2 separate regions of the Mus musculus genome follow, and region 2 is linked to region 1. Evidence: chromatin contacts called from public HiChIP or PLAC-seq data. All regions are on one chromosome and are shown on one strand. The core of a region is the stretch at or near the end of the contact, and the rest is flanking DNA. Distances in the headings are between cores, read along the strand shown. Region 1 overlaps Wwox (WW domain-containing oxidoreductase). Region 2 has its middle 230 kb from the start of Gm39256.

Region 1 (6,110 bases), core at 3,059-5,558:
ATTGGCCTCTCTGTGTGGTTTCCCCCAACCACCACATCCCCTGGCCTCCCCACCATACTGCCCCAGCCCACACTCATCACACAGCACCTCTGCTTGCAGAAGAATGCATGGATCATTATTCTGTGTCCCTCACATTCAGCTCTCCAGTTTAATCCCCAGCCTTGCCCCATAGAGTTATTGCCAGTTGAGCTCCTTATAAACGTCTGGGGTGGTTTTTTTTTTTTTTTTTTTTTTTTTTTGCATTTTTAATGATGTGCTAGGCTCTTGACAAGCCTTTCTTTGGTCCGGCTTTCTCTGAGCGGTGCCTATAGGCATGAATTACTGGAACCTTTGGTATTATAGGGACAGGATACAATGGTGTGCCTTGGTCATTCCCTCTTTGAGAGTATCCCAGGTGACGCCCTAGAGCTCTGCTTTGGGAAGACCCTTGACACAGTGCCTGCACCTGATTAAAGAATGGTGGAGTTGATTAGCAATGTCTGTAGTAGACGAAGGATTAGGAAGATAGAAGATCATTGCTAAATATTTGCTGTTAAGACTCTGGAATTATTCTGTGTAAGAAGAAATAACCTTGAAATGTGCAGTAAAGTTACGTCAGGTGATCTTTAGACACAGGAATGAGGATCAGATTCAGTGGAGGTGCCAAAGGTCCCTTCCCTGTGAGGGATAAGTGGTTTTGCTGTCATGTCTCCTCAGCTGTACAAACAGAACATGAGATTAAGTGTCTTAACTGTCGTAGGTCCTGCCTTAGGTGCACACCTCAAGCCTAGTGTGGGCTACATACTAATAGACACACACAGGCCTTCCTGTCTCGGTCTACCAAAGGCTGGGTTCACAGATGTATATATCTGTGCTGAACTTGGATAAGGGTTTCCTTATAGGATGGCCAATCTGGTCGAAGGCATGTTGGTGGAAGAGACTGGAACACTACAAGTGTCACCGGCCAAAGGTCCCACTGCTAATAAGTAACCGAGGCTGAATATAAATCTAGATGTTTCCAAGGTCCGTAGCCTTCTGCTACCTCCCAGTAGCCGAAGCAAAAGAGACACGCTGTAGAATCCTCCGGGTCCCTGGATACCTTACGTTTTCTGCTGAAACGTAGGCTCTCCAGTCCCAGGAGAGGCAAACATTGGTTTGGAAAAGATGGATTCTGTTGACATTTCTAGTCAGGCTGAGCTGTCCTCTCTCCTTCAAGGTCATCTAAAAAAAATTTTTTTTTTCATTCCCAAGGCCGGTTGCTCTCCTTGCAGGGGACAGGGGGTGGGGGGTGGGGGGGGATGACTGTGGATTGTGCCAACAGCAATAGCAGCTGCAGCTAAAGGTTGGAGCCTCCATCCAAGGAAAGCTCCTCCCCTCCTCAGTGGCCAAAGGCTAATTAACTCCTGATGGCAAACAGACTGCTGTGACTGCCTGCCAGTTCCCTTTTGAAGAGCCCTCTCCAGCATGCTCCTAGCTTCTCTCTTCAACAATACACTCAAATGAGTGACTGGCAGTGTGTAGCTTCTAACTCCCAGGGGGGCTCTGCTTGCCCCCCCCCCCCCCCCCCCCCCCCCGTGAACCTGGGCAGGTGGGGGGACACATGCCCTTAGTGCCAATGGTGCCTTGTATTCTGTTGTTGTTGTTGTTGTTACTGCTTTTCCAATGTCACTTAGCACCTTGTTTGCATTCTGTTAATAGTTCTCTTCCCTAGGTCAGACACCAGGGCCCACACCTGTAACCCTAGAGCTTTGGAGGCCCTAGGCAGACTGTGACAAGGTTGAGGTCAGCCTAGACAGCAAAGCCACATCAAAAACCAAGCCCAGGGGCTAGGGATGCAGATCGCCAAGGAGAGCGCTTGCTTGTCAAGCAGGAAGGGAGCCCCAGGTTCCCTCCTCAGTATGACATAAACTAGGCACAGTGGGACATACATGTAGTCCCAGCGTTTGGGAGGTCGAGGCAGGAACACTGGAAGTTCAGCTAGTCAGCAAGCTGCCGGGTTACATGAGATCTGGTCTGAAATGCCAACTGAGCAACAAATAAAGAATTAAGATAATAAAAGAAACCATTTTAAAGTACATTTTTAAAAATTCCCCTCAGTAAGGCATCTCCTTAAGTTAAGAGTCACAATAAAACATCTGGAAGTGGGAAAACAGATGATATGAGAAAGGAGAAAAAAATATTCCTGAGGTAGTATTAGGTTAAATAAAAACAGTAAGAAAGAAGACCTTTATGATTCTAATTATAAACAAATGGCTAAAGTATGGACTTACATGGCCTAGACATGCATAGGGAAAAAAGCCAGATGTTACTGACAGGCAGGTTAGTCTGTGAGGCCCAGAATAACAACCATTATCCCCTACCCCAAATATGACTTTTGCTTCCAACAAATAACTCCTTCAAACAGGGAAAAAAGTTTGCTAGGATTTCCATTCCTTTGTTTATTTGGCTTGCTGTGTTGTTTTTGTTTTTTGTTTTTGTTTTTGTTTTTTGTTTTGTTTTTTTGACACAAGATCTCAGTGCACCAGGGTGGCCTCAAACTCCGTATTTGAGCTTAGAATGACTTTACGCCCCGTCTCTCTCTTAATACAAAGATTTATTTTCATGTACGTGCATGTATGTGTCTGTGTGAGCGTTTGCTACATGAGGCCCCTGCACAGGCCAGAAGAGCATCAGTCCTCCAGAGCTGTAGCCCACAGGCAGTCCTGAGTCACCTGACACAGTGTTGGGAATGGAAGGCAGTTCCTACAAGAGAGCAGCGTGTGCTCTCCCCCATGACCCATCTCTCCAAGCCCCTCCTTGAGTTCCTGATTCTCCTATTTCCACCTTCAAAGCGCTTGAGCTTTGAAAACATTCTTGCTCTGGTGTCTAGGTGCAACTGAGGCAGATCTTTCTAGAAGTGTTCAGCAAAGTGCTCCCGAGCTCCGCCTCTCCTCCACTCTCTGGTGTGTGAGTTCAGAGAACCTGGAGGCCCCATCATTGTCACCCCAGCCACAAGGATCTCAGTGGCTTCCTCTATGGCAATAAAGGGAATCCCCTTTCTGCTCGGTTCTTTCTGCAGAGTAGATGCATCTCATGAAGCCCTTCCATCCCTGCTTTTATGTTTACAGACTTTGGGGGAGGAACCTATTCTCCATCCTCTTGAATAAACCACACCCAGACTTTTTCTACCTAACTCTCCTTTTAAAAAAGCACTTAAAAAAAAAGCCCAACACGTGTGTGAATTATGTCGGGACATGCATGTAACATACTGCATGTACGGAGTCCAAAGAACAGCTTTCTGGAATCAATTCTTTCCTTCCTCCTTTCTGTGAGCTCTGGGGATAAAACTCAGGTCACCAGGCATGTTCGACAAGCGCCTTTAAACCCCTGAACCATCTTGCCAGCCCCTTGCCTGCCTCCTGGTGTGTTCCTGGATGAAAGGTCATATGCAGGTAGAAGAGGAGAGACAGGACTGGCTTGAGAGTCTGTGCCCCATGAGCACAAAGCCCACCTTCTCTCCCAAAATGAGGTCCCCCCCATTGCCTTTGGCATCATGTCACAGGTGGACACAGGCTCTCTGGCCGACCTTCTGGCTGGAGCGCAGCAGCAGCTCGTTGGCTTTACTGCCTCACGACGTCCACCTTCCTGATCAATGCTTATCAGTTTGCCAAGAGACAGAGCCCGCCACTGCAGAGATTGATCCCAGTTATTTATCTCCCTGGGCCCAATGTAAATTGGTCAATCCTATTCGCATGATAAAAATCATAATGTCTCAAATTACTTACTCAATAAAATGTGGGTCTGTCTATTATTAGTGATCATTAGGGTTATAATGCAGCCTGGAAATGTGGAGCAAATTAACTGCTCATGCAAGCCGTGGGCCCCCTGTGTGCAGCTAATCGTATGCACACCGTTCCACCGGGCAGAAGGGTTTGCAAGAGCCATTTCAGAGTAGGAAGGGTCACACCCATACACCTTTTTCTTCTTAATCTGAATTTCTCAAAGGAACTTTTACCTAACATACAATGGAACCACAAGAGTTACCAAAAAGAAGAAGAAAAACAAAATAGAAAAAGGAAAAAGTAGAAGTATAACTAAAAATAAATAACGTATTTTAATGGTTCTATTCCCGTGTCATTAGATTTTTGAATAATGATGCATCAAAATTCTCCTTTGAGAGAACTCCCACAGAACCCCTCCTTTCTTGTCTGTCTGTCTGTCTGACTGTCTGACAACAGTTTCTCTCCCTGAAGCTTCCTACTCAGTGACATCACGGGACAGGTTCTATAGTCACGATGAGTTCCCATCGTACCTTGGCCGGGGCCATTTCCTCTGTGGCACAGGCTTCCTGGACACGTGGGCAGGTGGGAGGCTCTGACTGCAACGGCTGGTGTCTGGATATGAGAGAGGTGTAGCTTTGAGTGGCAGCGTCAGTTTAGAAGAAAATGAAAACAATACTCTGCGTGTAACCTGTTTCCTGTGAGGGTGTCAGGAAACCTCACAAGGAACTTCACAGATGAAAACTATGAGATAAATAGAAATAATGGCACCGTGCCAGGAATCGGACATTTTTACAGGTGTTCGGTGTATATAAAGATTTCTTCTAGAGAGGATGGCTTTTTTTTTTTTTTTTTGCAATACAGTCTGACACAAGATCCAAACCAAAGATGAGATTTAAATGGATTTAAAGAAAGCCCCTACCACCACCACCCCTAATAAACAAATAAACAAACACCACAAAAAAAAGCAAAAAACAACAACAACAAAAAACCACTTTGGATCAGGATCCTACTAGTATTCAAGTGCGCCTGACTTTAGGCCTGTTGGGATCCAGGTTCATAAATGGTACCAAAGGATTTAATTATCTCTTTCTCAGTTTTCATCAAACACCCCTCCTAGTACTACCAAAGGGTAGGACCACCACCATGGCTTCTTCTTAGGCCACTCTGGCTGCTTTTCACTCTGGACCAACATCATGAGCCAGAGGCTGCGAAACTCTCATCAGGGAGGCCTCTGCCCTGTGACCCTTCCTAGCACCAGGAAGTAACGTTAGCTTCTAAACAACCATGCCTTGAGAAAGTCACAGCGGGTGGCAGCTGGGGAGGGGGACCCCCAAGGGGCTTTGGGATATTATAAACAAAAGAAGGGGACCGGGTACCAAGAATGGAAGCTGCAAAGGTCCACTCTGTTTAGGCATGCCCTGGACTCATCTTTTAGTGTTTAAAGAGGATGAAGACTTACGGAAAGGCCTAGGGGGGTGACTGTGTAGACAGAGGACCCCAAAGGTGACTGATGTTGGGAGCAGAACAGGGCTCTGTTGAAGGGCTTGGGTTCAGGAGACTGGGAATGACACTTAATAACTGTAATTCTGGTAACTGCTCTTTTGCACGTGTCTATGTATGTGTTATATGTGTAAGCATGTGTATGTGTGTATGGGCTAACGCGTGTGGGATCTCTGTGTGTGTGTGTGCATGAGTGGAGTGGCCAGAGGTTGCCATCAAATATCTTCATAGACATAAGACATAGACCTTACATGCTGAGGCAATTTCTATCATTAAATCCAGAGATTGGCAATCCTGCCAGTCTGGCTACTCTGCTTGCTCTGACAATCCTCTGCCTCTGCCTCCTGGGACCTGGGGACCTGAAGTGGTGGTTCTCTCCCTTGTGCTTCAAACACTCTACTCACCGAACCCTCTGTCTAGCCTAGGTAGGCCTGATCAATTGACGGACCCTCATTAAGGCCTCCATGTTCTGAAGTGTTAAAATGCCCTGTTGTATTAGAGTTTTTGGTAAGACGACCGATCAGATAACAGTTGTGAGTCATTGCATCGTTAGTGACTGCTTTGTGGAGAGATTTTCAAATTTTTGCCATGAGCTCTGGAAGATGCAAAGCTCCTTGAAAAGAGCATTTCTGGTTCTGACAAGATGACTTCTCCGTTTTGAATTTAATAGCCAGGGAGAGCGCGTCTTTCCGAAACACGCACTGGGATTAAGCGCTTGGATAACACACAGACTTCACTTCTGAGGGAGCAGAATGAAATGCAAGCCTGAGATTCAGTGATACTCACTGGATGTTTGGCCTAATGGGAAACTGGCCAGAGCTTCATTGCCAGGTGTGCAGCTTGCAGCTTGAAATATGGCTTGGCTCCTCC
Region 2 (5,717 bases), core at 3,212-5,711, 220 kb after region 1:
AAAAAAAAGCTGAGTACCACCTATAGTCCTAGGACTCAAGAAGCAGGAACAGCAGGGTCACCACTCGAAGGCCAGCCTGGGTTACACATAGAAGACTTTGCCTTAACGACAAAACAGAATACCCCAAAAGTCTATAGCCCTAAACTTATACATGTGTCTTCTTCATTTCATTTTGTGTTTTCCCAATTACTGATGGAACAGGAAAGCATGGATTTCTCTGTTTTAGGAAAAAGGAAATAGTTTAAGATCTCCCCCTTGAAAAGTACAATCGGCAAGTTCTCAGAGCTGTCACAGAAATCTTCGTAGTTTCTGAAAATTGTCCAAATATGGTAGCGTTGCCGCAACCTGTTGCTCAGCAGTTGCCACAGACTCAAGGGCTGACAAAGAACTAATATATTGAAAATGAAAGTATCTAAGGGCCACACACAGGCACATGCCAGAGCTCCAGATGCCAGGAACCTGCACTTGGCTGCTATTAGGCCTTGGGCAAACACCAGGATTTTCACCAGATTGTTCTGTTTTGCCATTGTAAGGAAGAACCTGTCTTCCTCAGCCAGGGCTATGGGGTGGGGGGCAGCAATCCACTTATCATACTTGACCTTGCCTCTCCTTGAAAAATAAAACAGTGGTGGTAAGGGAGGATCCTTTGAGTGCCATTTTGTATTGATCATGTTTCTACAAGTTAGTGTGTGTGTGTGTGTGTGTGTGTGTGTGTGTTCAGAGGATAGAAGTCCATGTAGGGTGTCTCCCTCTGTTGCTATACAACTATCTTTTGAGACAGGATCTCTGACTCAAGCTGGAGTTAGACACACATAGTACACAAGACTCTAGACATGCCTGTGAGGGAGCGTCCAGATTAGGGTACCCTCTGGGGATGTATACGGGGGGGGGGACTGTCTAGACTAGCTTAACAGAAACAGAAAGACTTACCCCAAATGTGAGTAGCACCAACCCGTAGGCTTGGGGTCCTAAACTGAGCAGAGAGAAGAACTTGAGCTGAGTAACAGCCTCTGCTTCCTGAGAGAGACACAGTATGACCAATGGGTTCCTATGGCCATGATGTCTCTGCTGCAATGAATTATATCCCCTGGAGCTGGGAGCCCCCATCAACCTTCTTATCTCAGATGCTTTTGTCAAGTGTTTTGTTATAGCCATGAGCCATCTCCCCAATCCTAGGAGTTATTTTAATAAAACAAACATCCTGACCTCTGTGGCAAATCCACACCTAGAAATGGCCACTGCCGAGTAGTTATTTAGCGTAGCTTTTATAATGTTTCAGCCAGTGAGCAAAAGACACTTACAAGCCACCACCATCCCACTTACAACCCATGTAGAGCTCTCTGCCCTACACAAGGTCTTGCTATGATAGATGCTCTTCTCTCCGTTCTGCCACATGCATTTGGAAAACAGAAAAAGGCCAAGGAAATTTACTATTGCCTAATAACTTGAAGACAGATGCCAAGTTCATGGGCAAATCATGCCTCCGGGGAACCCATTGTACAACCATAAAATACCCACTTGGTAGCCATATGCAGAACTTAAAACAAAGCATGAAAAAATTTACCCCAAATCTTTAGCTGTAAGTCATGGCTGACATGTGAAATAAAAGGCAAGTCGGGCAGAAGGCAGAGACGCTTCCAGTTCTGCGATATTTGTCAAGGGCGCACCCTCATCTCCATGTTGAAGATCAGATTCACACTGACATAATAAGTTAATAATGATGGCGGTGGCTTTCTAAGAAAGGTTAGGAAGTGGTGCGCAAGCCTGGCGTCACAGAAAATGTCAAACTTTCCACTTGAACTCCCCATCTCTCAAGGACAGGATGGCACTTTGCTCAGGGGAAGATCTTGGTGTTCCCGAGGACTCAACAGAGAACAGTGTCCCTACCCCACCCCTCTCTTTTTCTGCTCCTTCCTCAGCTCTCACCTGGACTCTTTACTGTAGAGAATTCCAGATCCAGCCCCAGTGAAAATCAGCTCTTTCCAGCCAACAGTCTGAGCCTAGATCTCCACAAGGGGCATGAAGCTCTCTTTACAGATTGCAGATTTGCATGGTAAAAATAGACACTCAGGCGCATCACATGTCTATGCAAATTTCGCCAACCAAACCCGGTGCTGAAAATAGTTATTTACTAGTTTGCTTGCATATTGGCCCAGAAAACCCTCTACACCTATTTCATGCTCATTTAAATTCTTTAAGAGTCCCTGACCCATTTACATTTCCTGAGGGATGCCTGGTTTCCCGTGGACATTTGCTCGTGCCTCTTCTGGTGGTACTTAAAGATATATTGCCTGCCATTGCAGATCAGGTCCTGAAGAACTACATAGGCCCCACCTTCTGACAGTCCAGGCTGGACCTTGCTTAGTCAAGTTCAGCTGCAGCCTTAGAGTTATGGCTTCCTCTGCACGGTGTGTGGGTGTGTGTTCACTTGTTGCGTACGTTTTTGTGAGTCCATGTGCAAGCAAAAGAACAACCTTGGTGCTGTCCCTTAGGAGCTGATCAACTCTTTTGAGACAAGGTCTCTGTCTAGCCTGGAGCTCACCAATTTGATGAGGCTGGCTGGCCAGTAAGCCCCAGGGATATGCCTGTTTCTGCTTCCCTCCCCAGTGCTTGGATTTTGTGAAACCACTAGGTCTGGTTGTATTTTGTTTTGTTTTGTTTGTTTTTACATAGATTCTTGGGATAGAATGAAGGTCCTCAAGCTTGCAAGACAAATACTTTACCCATGAAGCCACCTCTCGGCAATGACCTTCTTTTGTGCAATCCTTCACACACAGTGGAAAGAGAGCCTTAGTTCAAACGCTTGGATAGCTGCTGAACAATTCCCTCTAGTCTGGTCCTTGGGAATACCCATTATAGCCAACTGGGGATTGGGTGGAAAGTGGGAGGAGATTTATAAACAATGAAAGCTCTTGGTGTCTCTCCATAGCCACTGACTCTGAATGTCTTGGGGGTGAGACATGGACATTGCTGTCTTAAGAAGCTTATTGCAGGGCTGGAGAGATGGCTCAGTGGTTAAGGAAACTGACTGCTCTTCCAGAGGTCCTGAGTTCAAATCCCAGCACGTGGTGGCCTTGGGAGGGTGCAAGAAGCAACAGTGACTGCAAAATTTGCCGCCATGTGCGTGTGGATCTGCATTTGCAGTCTTTTCAGGAGCCATTCTGAGACTCACTGGGTAAGCCTCTGGCCCATTTGATGGGACAGTTAATTATTTCTTGTTGCTCATCAGCCCCACAAAAGAGATCCTTCCCCATCCTGATATTTATGGACTTTGTAGAATCTGTAAAGGTTGGCAGTGTGTCTTCAATTCCTGGTTCTGCCACATACCAGTGACTTGAGCTCGTCGACTCTGAAAGTGAATGGCAATTCCTACTTGGAAAGGTCGTCGAGAGGATAGTTATTGTAAAGAATCTGCACTGTACCAGCCAGAGGGCACTCCTTAGCAGGTTTTAATACACTCACATCTCCCTGGGTTTTATAGTCCTCCAAGAATAACCCAAATGTCTTTCCAAGTCAACAGTCAAGACAAGTTTAGATGCAAGTCTGCGGAGAAGCCACTTGACAATGTTTGCTGAAGGGAGAAACCCAAGTTATCTCATTTCTAAGATGCATGCCCCTATCATCCAGTAGCAAGCCTGTCATAGCATGAAGCTCAGTGTCAGCTGCTTAGTAACTACCCTTTTGTTCTTTCAAACATACAATCCCATTCCTCAGATACTCCTCACACCCAGTCTAACAGATCCACATCCTCCTGAACAGGGGATAGCCCATGTAGGGGAAAGAGTGATCCTGCACAGATGTGCTGGAGTATCCCAAGGAGTCAAGTGATGCTCAGAGCTACCCACAAACACATTCTCACTTGCCAGCAATCACAGTGACAGCTCAATCCTGGAGACCCAGACAGTCTTCTGCAAGTTGTCATCTGCTGGCTTCCACGTGCATGGGTTGGCATTCCCCCAACCAACAATAGATAGATAGATAGATAAATAGATAGATAGATAGATAGATAGATAGATAAATGTAAAAAGCTGTTTAAAAATAAAAGAAATAAATGTCTGTAATGTATTCTTACTCAATACACATCGTAAAGTGCAAAGACGATGGCACAAATCTAAGCTTGAGTTGGGTGTAGAACCTGACCTGAGAGTGATCACCTTGCATTTTTGTCAGCAGGATCCAGGATAAGTGAACAGGACCAGGGAGTGAAGCACAAACACATTCCAGAAACGGCTTTGTTGTCCTCCGTGTGCTCTGGCCCCCTCCCCCCTCTCCTGCAACAACAGAGATCTGTGCAATGACTAAGGGTGGTTAATTAAGCATTGCAGCCCACAGTCCACTGCAGTTTCAATTGGATATGGTGTTCTCTCTCACTTCCTGTTTTGCAGGATTGCCGAGGGCTGTTAGACACCTGCCATGCTCTGGGGCCCAGCTGCTGTTCTACAGCAGGCAAAGAGGAAGCCCTCCCGGGCCCTCGGCCTTGAGAGGGGTTCAACTCTGCATACCAGTCCCTTCCCGGGGAGGCAGGGCCTGGGTAGACACAGCTGATGTGAGGACCGGCAGCTGGCAGGGAAGACCTTGTTCTATTGTGAGGATGGTGGCATGAGGCCCAGGGCTATCTCTCCATCCCTCATTCCCCAGAGTCCTCCTGTGACCTATAGATAATGAAGGTGGGTGCATCTACCCAGGCAGGAACAAGACATCAGTTTGCAGTTTCTCTGTATTCCAAATCACTCGGAAGAGTTCCTATGTGGAAGAAGCATAATTCAGTTAAACACTGAATTCTTTGTACATACATACATACATACATACATACACACACACACACACACACACACACACACACACACACACACTCACACTCACACTCACACTGGTCTGTCTCCTTGTGAAAAGTTCTTATGGGTTAGGTTCTCTATGCCAGGCAGTGGCTAAAGACAAGTCAGAGTTTGACAAACTCCTCTTCAATGCTGCTGGCTAGCCCTTCTACCCAGGGTGCCTCTTTCTCTAAAATCTGCTATGTTCTAACTAGCATATCCGATGAGTTCCGGCTCCTTTACTTAAGGAGCTGACTCTTGTCTTCCAGGAGAAGATTGCTTTCTCTACCCAATCAATTCCTAGCACTAAGCAGAGAAGAAAAATCCCGGAGACTGGAGGGGGATGGGTGGTGGATTTTCTCAAAAACAAAGCATCATAATAGATTAAAGAGGGCCAAGGTTTCTTTGACATTTCTGACATCAAGAAATGGGCTCAGGGGTTAAAGAGATGGCTCAGTAGCTAGGTGTGTGCACTCCTCTTTCAGAAAACCTACACTGGAAGCTCACAAACACCAGGAACTCCAGGGGATCCAAAACCCTCTTCTGGACTCCAAGGGCACCTGCACTCACGTATTAACCTCCCCCAACTCATAAATTAAAATAATTTAAAATATGAAGTGGGTCCAGGTTTCGCAGATGATTTGACACTGGGCAGTTAAAGTGACATTATGTCAATTCTGTCATTTGGGGCAGGTTTTTTTTTTTCTTTTCCCTCACAGAGCCACCACATGTAGACTCCTAGGCCACCATGCTGTAAGGAAACCCAAGCTAGAAGCCCAGAGAGATCACATGAAGAGATAGTCCCTTGCCTGGGCCCCCTACAATCCTTTGGCTCTTGGAGTTCTCCCAGATCTGTACCCAACATCACTGAGCATTCTATGCCCTGCACATTTCCAACTCAGA

Evidence for each region. HiChIP or PLAC-seq counts read pairs in DNA pulled down with a chosen protein or histone mark.
Region 2: a contact with region 1 is called in an H3K27ac HiChIP or PLAC-seq map of large pre-B cells, with 2.5 times the contacts expected there. The contact joins two enhancer-like sites. A contact is called at or near these places in 3 of 484 Hi-C or Micro-C datasets (CD4 T cells, CD8 T cells and Th1 cells) and 5 of 115 datasets of contacts at active chromatin or transcription factors (CD8 T cells, bone marrow-derived macrophages, effector CD8 T cells and 2 more).

What each region holds. Positions count from the first base shown.
Region 1 is chr8:115,185,658-115,191,767 of GRCm38.p6, forward strand. The region is part of intron 8 of Wwox (WW domain-containing oxidoreductase); the gene reads left to right. Among named protein-coding and RNA genes, the nearest start is that of Gm39257, 230 kb to the left of the region's middle. Within about 2 kb of position 4,309, at least 57 of the 459 cell types and tissues checked have an H3K27ac peak or open chromatin away from gene starts, as enhancers often do. A contact at or near this core is called in CD8 T cells, Th1 cells and memory CD8 T cells, where this site is marked.
Region 2 is chr8:115,409,905-115,415,621 of GRCm38.p6, forward strand. No RefSeq gene overlaps it. Among named protein-coding and RNA genes, the nearest start is that of Gm39256, 230 kb to the right of the region's middle. Within about 2 kb of position 4,462, at least 95 of the 459 cell types and tissues checked have an H3K27ac peak or open chromatin away from gene starts, as enhancers often do. A contact at or near this core is called in CD8 T cells, Th1 cells and memory CD8 T cells, where this site is marked.